Regions from separate parts of the Sus scrofa genome. Here region 2 is linked to region 1. A link is a contact called in public Hi-C data. All regions are on one chromosome and are shown on one strand. The core of a region is the stretch at or near the end of the contact, and the rest is flanking DNA. Distances in the headings are between cores, read along the strand shown. Region 1 overlaps ANKRD44 (serine/threonine-protein phosphatase 6 regulatory ankyrin repeat subunit B). Region 2 overlaps ANKRD44 (serine/threonine-protein phosphatase 6 regulatory ankyrin repeat subunit B).

Region 1 (6,668 bases), core at 1,788-4,287:
TCAGGTAACTATAACTCCCCCTTATTGTAAAAGTGTAGCTACATTAGGATTCTCGTTGGCTTCCCACACACTATGTCTTCCACAATTGCCTTCTAGCGAAGATGCTGACATCGCCTTTAGCTGTGCCCTGCCAAGTCCAGCTTTGTCTCAAGACTAGCTCAGCCTCTCCCTGACTATGAGTGACAGCCATCTTTCATGCTGCTCAAAGACGACAGCTGTCATTACAAATATGCATGCCAAAACCTTTAAAATCCATCCTGGCTCCTGCTCCTCATGGCACTCTTGGGATTTGAAACAAAAAAAAAACTGGCCTCTCAAATGAGTTGGAAAAGATTCTGGAAAAGCAGATTCTCAAAGCACAGGCTAAACGCTTCTGCACAGCAGACATTTTGTGGTGAAGAGAGTCAAATGACAAACCTGCATCTTTTTAATGAATGACAAGGGAAATCCAAAAGGAGTGAGTCTTCTTGACCACTAGGGGGCTCCAATGGACCACAACCCATATGACAGCAGCAAATGAGGGACAGTGATTATTCTTCATTGTTTATCTGTCCAGGAGGGTGATTTTCCACAATCAAAAAAGCCCCTTTGTAATTATCAGGAAGTACATGGTAAACTAAAGCAGGATGCTTGCCTTAAAAATGGGCAACTGATATTTAAAAAGGAGCTAGGATTTCCCTTTGTGGCTTAGTGGTAACAAACCTGACTAGTATCCATGAGGACACGGGTTCGATCCCTGACCCCACTCAGTTGCCATGAGCTGTGGTGTAGGTGGAAGATGCGGCTCAAATCTTGCGTTGCTGTGGCTGTGGTGTAGGCTGGGAGCTGCAGCTCCAATTGGACCCCTAGCCTGGGAACTTACACATGCCATGAGTGCAGCCCTAAAAAATAAAATAAAAATAAATAAATAAATAGAAGAACTAAATGTAAGCTTTCTGATAATACCAAGAATGCCTAGAACACTAAACTTTACAATAATACTTATAAATAACAAAAATACCAAAAAGACTAAATGTGTTGGGAAATAAGAATTTATCATTTAACCATACCAACCATTGCTGACCTCATGGCTAAAGTTTTCTCTGACAACAATCATTTCCAGATAATTAGGCAACACTTTTTCAGTCTCCATTTTTTTTTTCTTTAGTGGTTTGGAAATTCAGGGATCTGGATGGCAATACTTCTATAAGATTTAACATTTTCTCAAATACAAGATTTTCAAAATTTTTTTCAAGAATCATAAAAGTTTCCCCATTACCTTTACATCTGTGTTTATGTCTAGAAGTGTCTGAACACAGTTCTAATTTATGTTTATGGAAGAAAAATCCCAGAGAAAGCAAATTACTTTTTTATCAATACATGCATTCTTTAAGAGTCTCTATTTGTACACCTGATGCATCAAGAATCAGAGCAAAAGGGAAGAAGTCTCATTTAGGCTGGCAGAAGGACAAACGGAGTAGACTGCTGTCTGATGACTCCTCTTATGAAGCAGCTCTGAAATACCACTAGCTTTATTCTTCAAAATGCTGTGTGATTTTTGTTCTAGGTACCTTATCTAAAGATCACAATACACCTTTGCCCCCCCCTTTCAGAAAGTTTTGTGACTGTCGTTGGCCAAAGATTCTGAACTCACTTTTGAAGATGAAAGTCAGATGCAGCATAGGGGATTTTTAGGGCAGAATGATGGATACATGTCATTATACATCTGTATAATGTATGACACCAAGAGTGGACCCTAATGTAAACCATGGGCTCGGATGATTATGATGTGTCAGTGCAGGTTCATCCATTGTAATAAATGCACCACTCTGGTGAGGGGTGTTGATAATGGGGGAGGCTATGCATGTGCGGGAGATGGGGACTATGTGGAAAATGCTTGTACTTTCTTCTCCATTTTCATGTGAACCTAAAACTGCTCTAAAAATACAGTCTCTAAAGAAGAAGGCCAGAGCATCCCTGGACATAGAACATTAATCATCCCCAAGTGGAGAGTAAGCCAAAAGCGTTTTGGAAGAGTGCAGGCATGTCTGACATAGAAAGAAAACAGATATTTTAAAACCTGGGATGAAAGAAGATGCTGCCATCCTTTTACTCAAATGCATAAGTGTGTTTCAAAACTAGGGTAATCAGACTCCTGACAAGACCTACCTGAGGCATGAAGTGGGGTTCTTTTGGTTACATTGTCTTTCACAAAGATGGATGCACCCTGATTGATAAGTGCTTCCACACATTCTGTGTGTCCCTTAAAGGCAGCCAGGTCCAGAGCCGTGCGGCCTTTCTCATCCCTGATGTCCAGGTCCACCAGCGACTGCAGAAGGACTTCCAAGGCCTGGTGGTGCCCATTGTAGGCCTGCAAAGAAGAAACCAACAACTCAAATGCATGCTCAGTCTCCCAGGTCACAGACAGACCACTCCAAAGAGCACATCAGGAGTTCCCGTTGTGGCTCAGCAGGTGAATAACTCGACATAGTGTCCATAAGGATGCGGGTTTGATCCTTGGCCTCACTCAGTGGGTTGAGGATCTGCCATTGCCACAAGCTGCAGCTTGGATCTGGCATTGCTGAGGCTGTGGTGTAGGCCAACAGCTGCAGCTCCTATTTGACTCCTAGCCCAGGAACTTCCATACACCACAGGTGCAGCCATAAAAAGGAAAAAAAAATTTCAAGGAGCACATCAGAGAGAGGCTTGGGATAATTATTGAAGCATAGGTGAAACCAGAGTTAGGAAAATTTTAATGCACAGTCCTGTTACATATGAATTTCTTTAGGTTCTTTCGCTTTTGTCAAACAGTTTGCTCTAAAGTTACTAAACGTATTAATACATTCTTGTATTTATAGCTACCAATCTAATACAGACGAACAGCTAAGTGAATTAATTCTTTTATCTACCAGTTCAGACCTAAATACTGACACAATCAGAATATTTTTTTTCCGGAGAGTTTTCTGTTAAACCTTGAGGGGAAAAAAAAAATCGCTAAAAGCACTGTGGACTTTGTAACTCAGCAGAAGCATACTGACCTTCTGTTACAGTCAACATTTTAATTTCAACCATGTGATCGGGGTAAGTTTCTTAATTTCACTTAGCATTTGTTTCCTCATCTACAAAATGAGAGCAATAAAAGCTGCCTTCCCAGGAAGATGAGAAGAGATAAAACTGCATGGTTTTGCACAGTATCAAATATATAGCTGATGCTTCCTCTCTCTGCTTTGTTTCTTCCATTGATTATAACGAAAATGTACGAACGATTATGGGAAGACTATTCCAAATATCAGTGCCATGTTCAAACGTATCGTGAGATTCTATGCTGTTTAAAATTGGAGTTCCCGTCGTGGCGCAGTGGTTAACGAATCCGACTAGGAACCATGAGGTTGCGGGTTCGATCCCTGGTCTTGCTCAATGGGTTAACCATCCAGTGTTGCTGATCTGGCATTGCCGTGAGCTGTGGTGTAGGTCACAGATGCGGCTCAGATCCCGCGTTGCTGTGGCTCTGGCGTAGGCTGGCAGCTACAGCTCTGATTTGACCCCTAGCCTGGGAACCTCCATATGCCACAGGAGCGGCCCAAGAAATGGCAAAAAGACAAAAAAATAAAAATAAAAAAAATAAATAAAATAAGGAGGCTTCATGCTACTAAGCCATAAAACTAAAAAGTCTGAAAGATGATTTTTATTAAGGCTATAAGGTAAAAAAATGTTCATGCACACACAGGGCAAAGGACATTGAAATAAAAGAGAGAGAAGGGATTAGGATGGGTGTTGGTGGAACGAAGTACAGAGGGAGACAAAGGAAAAGCCTGTCCCAGAGCCTTCAGCAGCCACAAGCACAAGCAGCCTCTCATGTCTCCTTTGCTTTCTGTTTTTCTGCTGCAGCAATTCCTCAAGGCACGATTTATGTGAAAAAAGGCTTAGCACAGACAAGAGACTCATTTCCTTCATACACAGAGAGTTTATACAAACCATTTTAAAAACTAGGAAAACGTGTAAAAAAACACTGAAAAGACAGCTCACAGAAAAAGAAATAGAAAAGGTCAATAAACATATAAAAACATTAGGTAACTTTTTAGGGTACTATTTTTTAACGACCAAATGGCAATGATTAAGTTTGGGCATGTCTAGTATTTGTTAAGACATGGTGGAATAAAAGCAATCTATGTTCTCTTGGTGGGAGTATAGATTGGTGTGACATTTGTGGAGGGTGATCTGACAAAATCTATCAAAAATTTAAAAAAAAACTAAGTGGCAAATACACATATAACAATTTCATAAAAAGCAAATACATCCAGATATACACATCTCTATGTGTATATCTATATTTGCAGAAAATTTTGGACAGATACAAAGGAATAATTGCATGGACTTATTTCACCTTCTCTTTTAAAAAATCATTTGAGTGTTTTTCCCAAGTACATGTAAACTACCACAACAACAAAAACTAGATTAAAAGCACCCATGAGATTTAAGGCTACTGACAGGAATTGTTTCTAAAACTTTCTCATTACATTATTTTTGTGAATGATTATGGTTATTATGCTACATAGTAAACATATATATTATATGTGTAGTATATTAACTCACATGCTGATGAATCCTAAATTTATATCCCAGTTCTAACTTCATTTACTCTGTAGGACTTGTATATGCAACTGCCTATTGATATTTCCACTTGCATATCTAATATTCATCTCAAGCTTAACATGTCCCAAACTGAGTTTTGTTTTTTGTTTTTTGTTTTTTTTTTTTTTAGGGCTGCACCCATGGCATATGGAGGTTCCCAGGCGAGGGGCCCAATCGGAGCTACAGCTGCTGGCCTACACCACAGCCATAGCAATGTTGGATCCGAGCCACATCTGCCACCTACATCACAGACCACAGCAACACTGGACCCTTAACCCACTGAGGGAGGCCAGGGACCAAACCCGCAACCTCATAATTCCTAGTCGGATTCATTTCTGCTGTGCCATGACAGGAACTCCCCAAACTGAGTTCTTAATTTCCCTTCTACAATGGGCTCCATCTCAGCAAATGGTAATTTTATCTTCTAGTTGCTCAGGCCCCAAGTTTTGAAGTCATCTTATCCTTTCCTCTTAAGCCCAGGGTTGCAGCCCTGCACAGGGGCTCTGGGACACTGGGGCAAGTGTGTGCCAAAAGTAGCTTCCCAGCCTCTCCCCACTGCCTTGCCATGCCCTGTGCAGGGATGTGTCTGCTGAGAGGAAAGGGCGTTTTTTGCTAACTACACAGAGGTGTCATCAGGTTCTCAGGCCTCAGGCAGGAAATCTACCCATATTTCTGTTATAATTCACACTCAGGTTGGGAGGCTGGAGACAGCCCCCAAAATGCCAAGATCATCTGGACTTCCAAGCCAGGATCCTCTCTACTCTTTCTTTAAAATATACCCAGAATCTATCCAGTTCTTACTATACCACATTCTCTGTTGCCAAGATTATGGCAAAAACGTCCCTTCCTGACCTTGCTCTCCTGCAAACTATTACTGAATAGTCATCAGAAAAAATCTTTTAAAACTCAAGTTCGCCGTACCACTTTTTTTTTTTTTTTGCTTTTTAGGGCCACACTCACAGCATATGGAGGTTCCCAGACTAGGGGCTGAATCAGAGCCATGGCTGCCAGCTTACTCCACAGCCACAGCCATAGCATGCAGGATCTGAGCCACACACACTCGCTCGACCTACACCGTAGCTCACAGCAATGCAGGATCCTTAACCCACTGAGCGAGGCCAGGGATCGAACTCGCAACCTCATGGTTCCTAGTCAGATTTGTTTCCACTGCACACAATGGGAACTCCCGGCTGCACCCTTTCTTGATGAAAACTCATTGATAAAATTCCTCATAGATAATACAATCCAAAACTTCCCATGACCATTCAGGCCCTTAGGATTTGGTCTCCCTTGACCCTCAACATCAACACAGGCCCTTGGCCCCTCTCTCTGCTCCAACTACACTAGCACCACCACCTGCACCCCCACCCCACAGCTAACCACCTACGATTAAATAATGCATGTCTTCCTCTGGGCCATTGCATCTGTACTGTTTCCCCTGGCTGGAAAGTTCTTCCCTTAAAGAGACATGGTGTTCTTGGTAATTGTGCTTCAAATGTCACCTTATCTGGAGGCTTCCAAGAACCCACATAAAACAGCCCACCACCCTCCATCACAACACACCAGACACTCTCACTTTATTTTATCTGCTTTATTCTATCTTTATAGCGTTTACTATTACTTGATATCTGTTACAAATCTATTGATTTGTTTGTTATCTAAGATTGAAGGCACTTATGTGTATTGCTCACTGCTGTATCCTGGACTCCTGTGTGGCACAGAGTAGATTAGACATTCAATAATTATTTGATGACTACATGGATGAATATAATGATTGTTATGATCATTTATTAGTATTAGCGACAAGAATATATTTTTTAAATAGCAACTATTTACTTGGGGAATTGTGCTGAGCTATTACCTTTGCAAACATTCTTTTTATTTTATTTTATTTTATTTTTGTCTTTTTTTTTTTTTTTTTTTTGGCGATTTTCTTGGGCCGCTCCCGCGGCATATGGAGGTTCCCAGACTAGGGGTCGAATCAGAGCTGTAGCTGCCGGCCTACACCAGAGCCACAGCAACGCAGGATCCAAGCCGCGTCTGTGACCTACACCACA
Region 2 (6,668 bases), core at 1,169-3,668, 81 kb after region 1:
ACTACTACTAAATCTGCTGCAACTGAGGTAGAAAAAGCAGTGAGAGCATAACTGGTAAAAGACAAATTCAAATCCTAGAGACAAGCGCCCCAAACCTAACAAAGTTAAAGAAGCAAAAACACCCAAGGGCTTTGACACCAGGCAAAGGTGCCTGAGCACTGAGTCACGTTGCAGAAACTGCTCTGACCGAAAGTTCAGAGAAGCAAAAAGAATAACCAAAAACATTCAGTCAAGGCCTAAGAATAAGATGCAGTTAAATTCATCAGAAAGTAATGACCATAACACTTGCCATAAAGAGATCTTTAAAAATACACTGGCCATTTTGTTTATGAAGGTAAGTGATTTTCATAAATGCTCCTTGTTTACTTATTTACAGAAAGAAAGGCCTGTTTTTCTCCTCTTTAATGAGCTACCCTTTCTAACTCTACAAGGAGACCAGAGCACAGTGATCTTTGTGGGGAGGAGCTTTAGCAAATTTTATCTTCTGCAACTCTCCTCCTCCTCCCTTTGTTTGTTTCTTGTTCATTTGTTTGGGTTTTTTGTTTTTTGTTTTTTTGCTTTTTACCTCCACGGCATATGGAGGTTCCCAGGCTAGGGGTCCAATTGGAGTTACAGCTTCTGGCCTATGCCACAGCCACAGCCACATCAGGTCCAAGCTGCGTCTGCGACCTACACCACAACTCAGAGCAATGCCAGATTCTTAACCCACTGAGGGAGGCCAGGGATCAAACCTGCAACCTCATGGTTCCTAGTTGGATTTGTTTCTGCTGAGCCACGATGGGAACTCCATGTTTTTTGTTTTAAATGAGATTTGCAATATTTATTTCAGGTTCTCTGTTTGTTTGTTTTGCCACACAGGCAGTATGTGGGAAATCCTGGGCCAGGGATCGAACCTACACCACACAGCAGCAACCAAAGCCAACACGGTGGTGAGAATGCAGGAGCTTCAACCCGTTAGGCCGTCAGAGAATTTCCCTTCTCCTCATTTTGGTATTTTCTCCTTAGATGGTTCCCCCACCACCACTATATATATATACTCAGACACACACAGATACACACACCATTGCTACCCTCAATGAACCACTGTTACTGAAGGGAGCAGGTCTTATCCCCAAATATGCTGAGACAGAAGAAAGCATATGGCTCTTGGAGCTGGAACAGCGTTTCCCTCATCAATGTCCTCAGGACACAGCACGGTCAATGGAAGGAAAGGCTACTTGAATAATAATGTCATTCCTAAGGCACTTTTGCCACATAGTATGTGTTTGCATAAAATGAAGGTAAAATAATTACAAGGAAAGAGGCTTTGTGCTTATTGAGTTTTTTTGGCAAATTTTAAGTAAACATTTGGCCAGTTTATCTCTCAAACGGTTCAAATCTGAAAGAAAATCAGAAATTCATGGTTCTTTGGCTAACAAGTTAAAGAAAACACCACTGAAAATATTAACACATCACAAGTGAAGTTGGTTTGTGCCCAAATCATTTACTTCTGCTTAACTGACACATTTAGGATCCCTGCCTTTGGGTAGCCATGACCTGCTTGGGAACTCTAGAATCTGGTCAAAGCCTTCTGATCCTAGCACGCTGTTCTCGCCAGGAAATTGAGCTGCTTCTTTTGATCTGCAACCTCCCAATCAAAAAGGCCCTTTGACTTAAAGCAGATCCCTTTCTCTTCTGAGACAACCCAGTGTTCTTGCTGTTCGTCAGTGTACCTCTCCTCTGACCGCCCTCAGTTTTGTCCTTAGCCTGAGCCCGCATCTTTTCTTCTCTGGACATTTGCAAGAGGCTGCCCAGTGCTTCTAGTCTGGACCACCTCCAATCTGTCTGGATTGCAATTAGAGCAATCTTTCTCACACACAAATGGGATCATCGGACACAAGCTACCCTACACCCACTTACAATTCTTTTTTTTTTTCTTTCATTTTTTAAAAATTATTACTATTTTTAAAATAGTTATTTCCCCAATACAATTATAATTCCTTAACAGCTTCTGAATGCCTCAGCATGGAACCCAACTCCTTAGCAAGACAATTGTGATCCTTTGTAGTGTGGCTCTTCCTGCCTTTCCACCTCATCTCATTCCACTCCCCCTAGATCAGGTAGTCCAGGCTTGGGAATCTGCTTTTGGATATGGTCACATATTTGTGCCTTTGTAAATACTGTTCCCTCTTCCTGGAATGTGCTTCCCTGCTTCCCCCTCTATCTTTTTTATCTCACACAATTCAGTTTGCCATGTGGCAAACTCCTACCCATCCTTCTTTTGCTGAAATGTCATCTCTTCAGTGTTTCCCTGGTCCAAACCTCCATCATAACACACCTCATGACGCTGCAGTCATTTGCTCTTGATCTCATCTCCACCACCAGCCCGGGAGCCCGGAGGGCCACCAGAATGCACCATGCCCTGGACCATTTCAATTCTGGTTCATTCTCTGCCAAGATTTTTGATTCTATTGCACAACACTTGACAAATAAATTACAATTCCTAATATAACCCTGCCTTTGTAGTTTTCCTTTCCTAAAGATTCAGTTATTATCCCCAGTTTCTATGGTCAAGGCCAAACTCTTTATTGAAGCATTTAAGACCCTCTTTAATTTGACTATACTACATGTTACTGAGCAATAAATTAATAGTCAACATTTATTGATTGTTTACTATGTGCCAGGCACTGTTCAAAGAGTTTTTTTTTAGGGCTGAACCCGCAGCATATGGAAATTCCCAGGCTAGGGGTCGAATTGGGGCTGCAGCTACCGGCCTACGCCACAGCCACGGCAATGTGGGATCCAAGCCACGTCTGCGACCTACACCACAGCTCCCGGCAACACCAGATCCATAACCCACAGAGAGAGGCCAGGGATCAAACCCATGTCCTCGCGGATACTAATCAGGTTCATTACTACTGACCCATGACGGGAACTCCCCAAAAGCTTTTAATAGGGATTATCATGTTGAATAACCTTAGCAGATGTATTTATATAACTCACAATCACACAGATCTTAACATATACCAGAAAGCTTTACTAATAATTAAGTCCTTTAATCTTCATCACAAACTTATAGGAGGTACTACTATTACTCTGATTTTTCAAATGAGGAAATCAAAGCACAGAGATTGAGCAACAGGCTGAAGGTCACACAGCTCACAAGTGAGGCAGCTTGGATTGGAGCCCAGCTGGTGCCCAGGAAAGCCTGGGCTCCCAACCGTGATATAATACTGCCTCTGGGCAGAGCACACACCATCACACACCCTCTACCCTGCCAGGCTAAGCTTTTCCCAGAGCCTTATCTCTTCCTGCCACTCACTGCTCTACTCATAATTCCATCCTCCAAAGCCTACCTAAAACTCACCTTCTCCTTGAAAACTGTGGCCACCCTTGAGCTCTCCTCTTCCTATCTACACGCTATGGTTCGTATAGCTTACACCAAACATTTTGCCATTAAAGTCCTGTTTCATTTTGAACTTCATTAAATACTATCTTGCACGGTTCTTTGTTTTAGTGGGGCCTTGGGCTTCCAACAAAATTATGAGCTCCGGGAGGATACCAACCAGGTAACTTCCGACATTTCCCATAGCACCCAGCATTGCGACAGACTCATATAGATGTTTTAAATACTCTTGTTGAATTGAAGTACAAAATGAAGTCAGGTCCCCCTTCCCAACGTAGCAGATTTATTCAATTGCATTCTATAACCATACCGTTAATACGGGTCATTAATATGCAAAACAACACCCTCAATAAATTTGAGTTTGCCCAATTATGCTTTATTCTTCCTGCTTAACTAACACTGAAAATTGGGGGAAAAAGAATATTAAAAAGGCAGAGTTAGGAATAAAGTTCAAATTTCCTTAATTAAAACCACTAGAATAGACTTCTTTCTGATGTAGCTAAAAAATAAAATTGGTTCTTCCTTGCAAGTGTCATTAAAAGTCACTTAATTTAGATCAAATTTAATTTGTGTTTAGCACAATGGTACAGTCTACCCTAACCCAGATAAATGGGAACTATCTACCACATGCCAGAATCCCCGTGGCAGGACGCCCATGTGTGGCAATTATTCCACCGTATTTTTGCAGTAACCTACTTGGCTGTGTCAGCTCCACTGGTTATTAAGGTGTTAATCAAAAGCTCATGACCGTATCTTGCAGCCACATGGAGAGGAGTGTTGCCATCCTTATCCACACAGTCAATTTCACCTCCTGAAAAAGACATTTTAATACAGAACAACATAAGGATTCAAGTTGACTCACATACCACATTTTATGCTGGTCACGTTAACCAAATGTTGATTTCGTGTCTACTCTGTGCATCTCTGCTCTCAAGGATAAGAATGCTTTCTCAGGGGACAAGTCACCATCTCGAGTAGTGGTATTATTAAATCTGCATAGAGGAAAGTCTACTAGAAATGCTTATTAATTTTTTTCCACATTGTCTTATTTGAGGATCTAAAATCTGACAACTGGATTCCCTCTCTGAATAAACAATGCAATCAAATTCCACAAAATGTAACTCTGAAGACACATCCAATTTTAATTTTACTTGCTGAATTAAAGACCTATGTAAACCTTATACAAAAGCATAAGAACCGAAAGGAATAGAGAGTTCAGAAAAAGACTTAATGTAGTTTGATTATCTAGTTTAAAATATGATGACTAAAATTAGTAAAAATATAAGCTAGAGGCTGCAAATATACTTATTAAAACCATTACATTAATGTTCATGTTATTTTAGTCTCATTTTATTTTGCCTTCTTCCCTAACATTTTATTCCACTACATTTCTTTCTTTCCCCTTTTCATATATATGACAGTTATATGTATATATATCATAAAATATATATAAAACACAATTCATCTATTTATTCATTTATTTGAAGAAATATTTAGAAATAAGAACATTTCTAAACATTTAGAAACAGCATTTAGAAACATCAAGACATTTCACCCCCAATCAAAAGACATTCTCCCACATAACCACAATCCCATCATTATACCCAAGAATTGGTTGTCATGTCTCTTTAGTTTCCTTTCACCTAAAATAATCCTCCTGCCTTTTATGTATGTATGAATGTATGTATGTATTTCTCAGGTCATTGATATTTCTGGAGACCAAAGCAAGAGTCATGTAGGATGTCTCACATTCTGGAGTCATCTGATTATTTCCTCATTATTAGATTCAGGCTAAACATTCTGGCAAGAATGCCCAGAGTTGGTGTGTGCACTTCCCATCACATCTTCATAGTACACACATAAGGTCAAGTTATTCCATTACTGGTTGATGCAATTTTTGTTTCTGATTACTTGCAATGGGTACAGAATGTTGGTTTGGGAAGATGAAAAGGCTCTGGAAATGGATAGTGGTGATGGTTGCACAATGTACTTAGTACCACTGCACCACGGGCTTAAAAATAGCTTAAAAGGTAAATTTTATGTTATGTATATTTCACCACAATGAAAAAAAAGAGGCTTGATTACTTGGTCAAGGTGATGCCTGCCAGCACTCTCCACTGTAAAAATATCTTTTCCCCTTTGTAATTAACAAGGAACATGTGGGTGATACTTCCAAGCCATGCAAATATCATATTTCCCAACAAAGTTTCCCACAATGATTTCAGCATAGACAGGGTGTACTTTGTTCAAAAGTTATCTGAATTCTTTACTCTATGTGCTTACATAACCAATCTGATAGTTAGGTTCAGTGATTTTGTTTTCAGTTTCTTACTGACTTTGATTTAATTTTATTCATATCTAAAATACATGCTTCCAAGTTAAAATTATGTAGTTTTAAAAAGCCTCTCACTTCTATCCCTTCCACTTCATCCTCAACCACATCCTATAGTAATCGTTTTCATTAATTTTGCTTTAGGCTTTCTGTGTTTCTCTTTGAAAAAATAAGCACATAGATTCTTTTACAACTTTTGTTTGTTTGTTTGTCTTCCCTCTTCACTCAACACTATACCCTTGAACTCACTCCTAGAGAGCACGTCTTGGAAATCTTCCTCATTTTCATAGAGCGTCATTGTTTTTCACTGCATGGATGGACTGGTTAAGTACAGCAGTCTCTTTAGGTGGTAAATATCATTTTGCTATTATCAGGAATGTTGCAGTGAACAATGTCATGTGAGTTTTGTTTTGTATTTGTTGGGTATATCTTCAGAGTAAATTCCTAGAAAGGGATTTCTAGGTCGAAGAAATGAGTATATGGTTTTGTTAGGTTTGCCACACTTCCGGCTTTAGGTGCTGTGCAATTTGGCACTCACACAAGCAATGTATGGCTACACCTTTCCCTGCAGCCTTGTCAGGTTTTTGAAAACATTTCATATGATGGGTGAGAATTGGTATCGATCGAATGAATGAAAGAGAAAGAGAGAGAGAGAAAGAAAGGAAGGAAGGAAGGAAGGAAGAAAAGAAGGAAGGAAGGAAGGAAGGAAGAAAGGAAGGAAGGAAGGAGAGAGAGAAAGCACCCAGGATACTGGGGCACCAAATGTAAGTTATTCTAAGGTTCTATTTCCTGACTATTCTGCTCATAAACAAATCTCTTCATCATTATGGAAAGCAGTAAGTTAATGAATTGTCAGCTTAGACTTAGGTATTTTAGAGCAGGCCTCAATTAAAAGATTTTGTTTCACAAAATGGTCTACATATTTAGCTCAAATCTTAAGCTTTACTTATC

The links. Hi-C and Micro-C count contacts between places; a contact is called where the count stands out from the background.
Region 2: a Hi-C map of liver shows a contact between it and region 1, with 2.7 times the contacts expected there. The contact joins two enhancer-like sites. A contact is called at or near these places in 1 of 5 promoter capture datasets (liver) and 8 of 47 Hi-C or Micro-C datasets (embryonic fibroblasts, epiblast stem cells, liver and 2 more).

What each region holds. Positions count from the first base shown.
Region 1 is chr15:100,896,329-100,902,996 of Sscrofa11.1, forward strand. ANKRD44 (serine/threonine-protein phosphatase 6 regulatory ankyrin repeat subunit B) reads right to left here. Exons shown (of 28, transcript XM_021076238.1): 18 at 2,149-2,350. Among named protein-coding and RNA genes, the nearest start is that of PGAP1, 79 kb to the left of the region's middle. Within about 2 kb of position 3,038, at least 7 of the 83 cell types and tissues checked have an H3K27ac peak or open chromatin away from gene starts, as enhancers often do. A contact at or near this core is called in liver, where this site is marked.
Region 2 is chr15:100,977,618-100,984,285 of Sscrofa11.1, forward strand. ANKRD44 (serine/threonine-protein phosphatase 6 regulatory ankyrin repeat subunit B) reads right to left here. Exons shown (of 28, transcript XM_021076238.1): 10 at 4,082-4,196. Among named protein-coding and RNA genes, the nearest start is that of PGAP1, 160 kb to the left of the region's middle. Within about 2 kb of position 2,419, at least 3 of the 83 cell types and tissues checked have an H3K27ac peak or open chromatin away from gene starts, as enhancers often do. A contact at or near this core is called in liver, where this site is marked.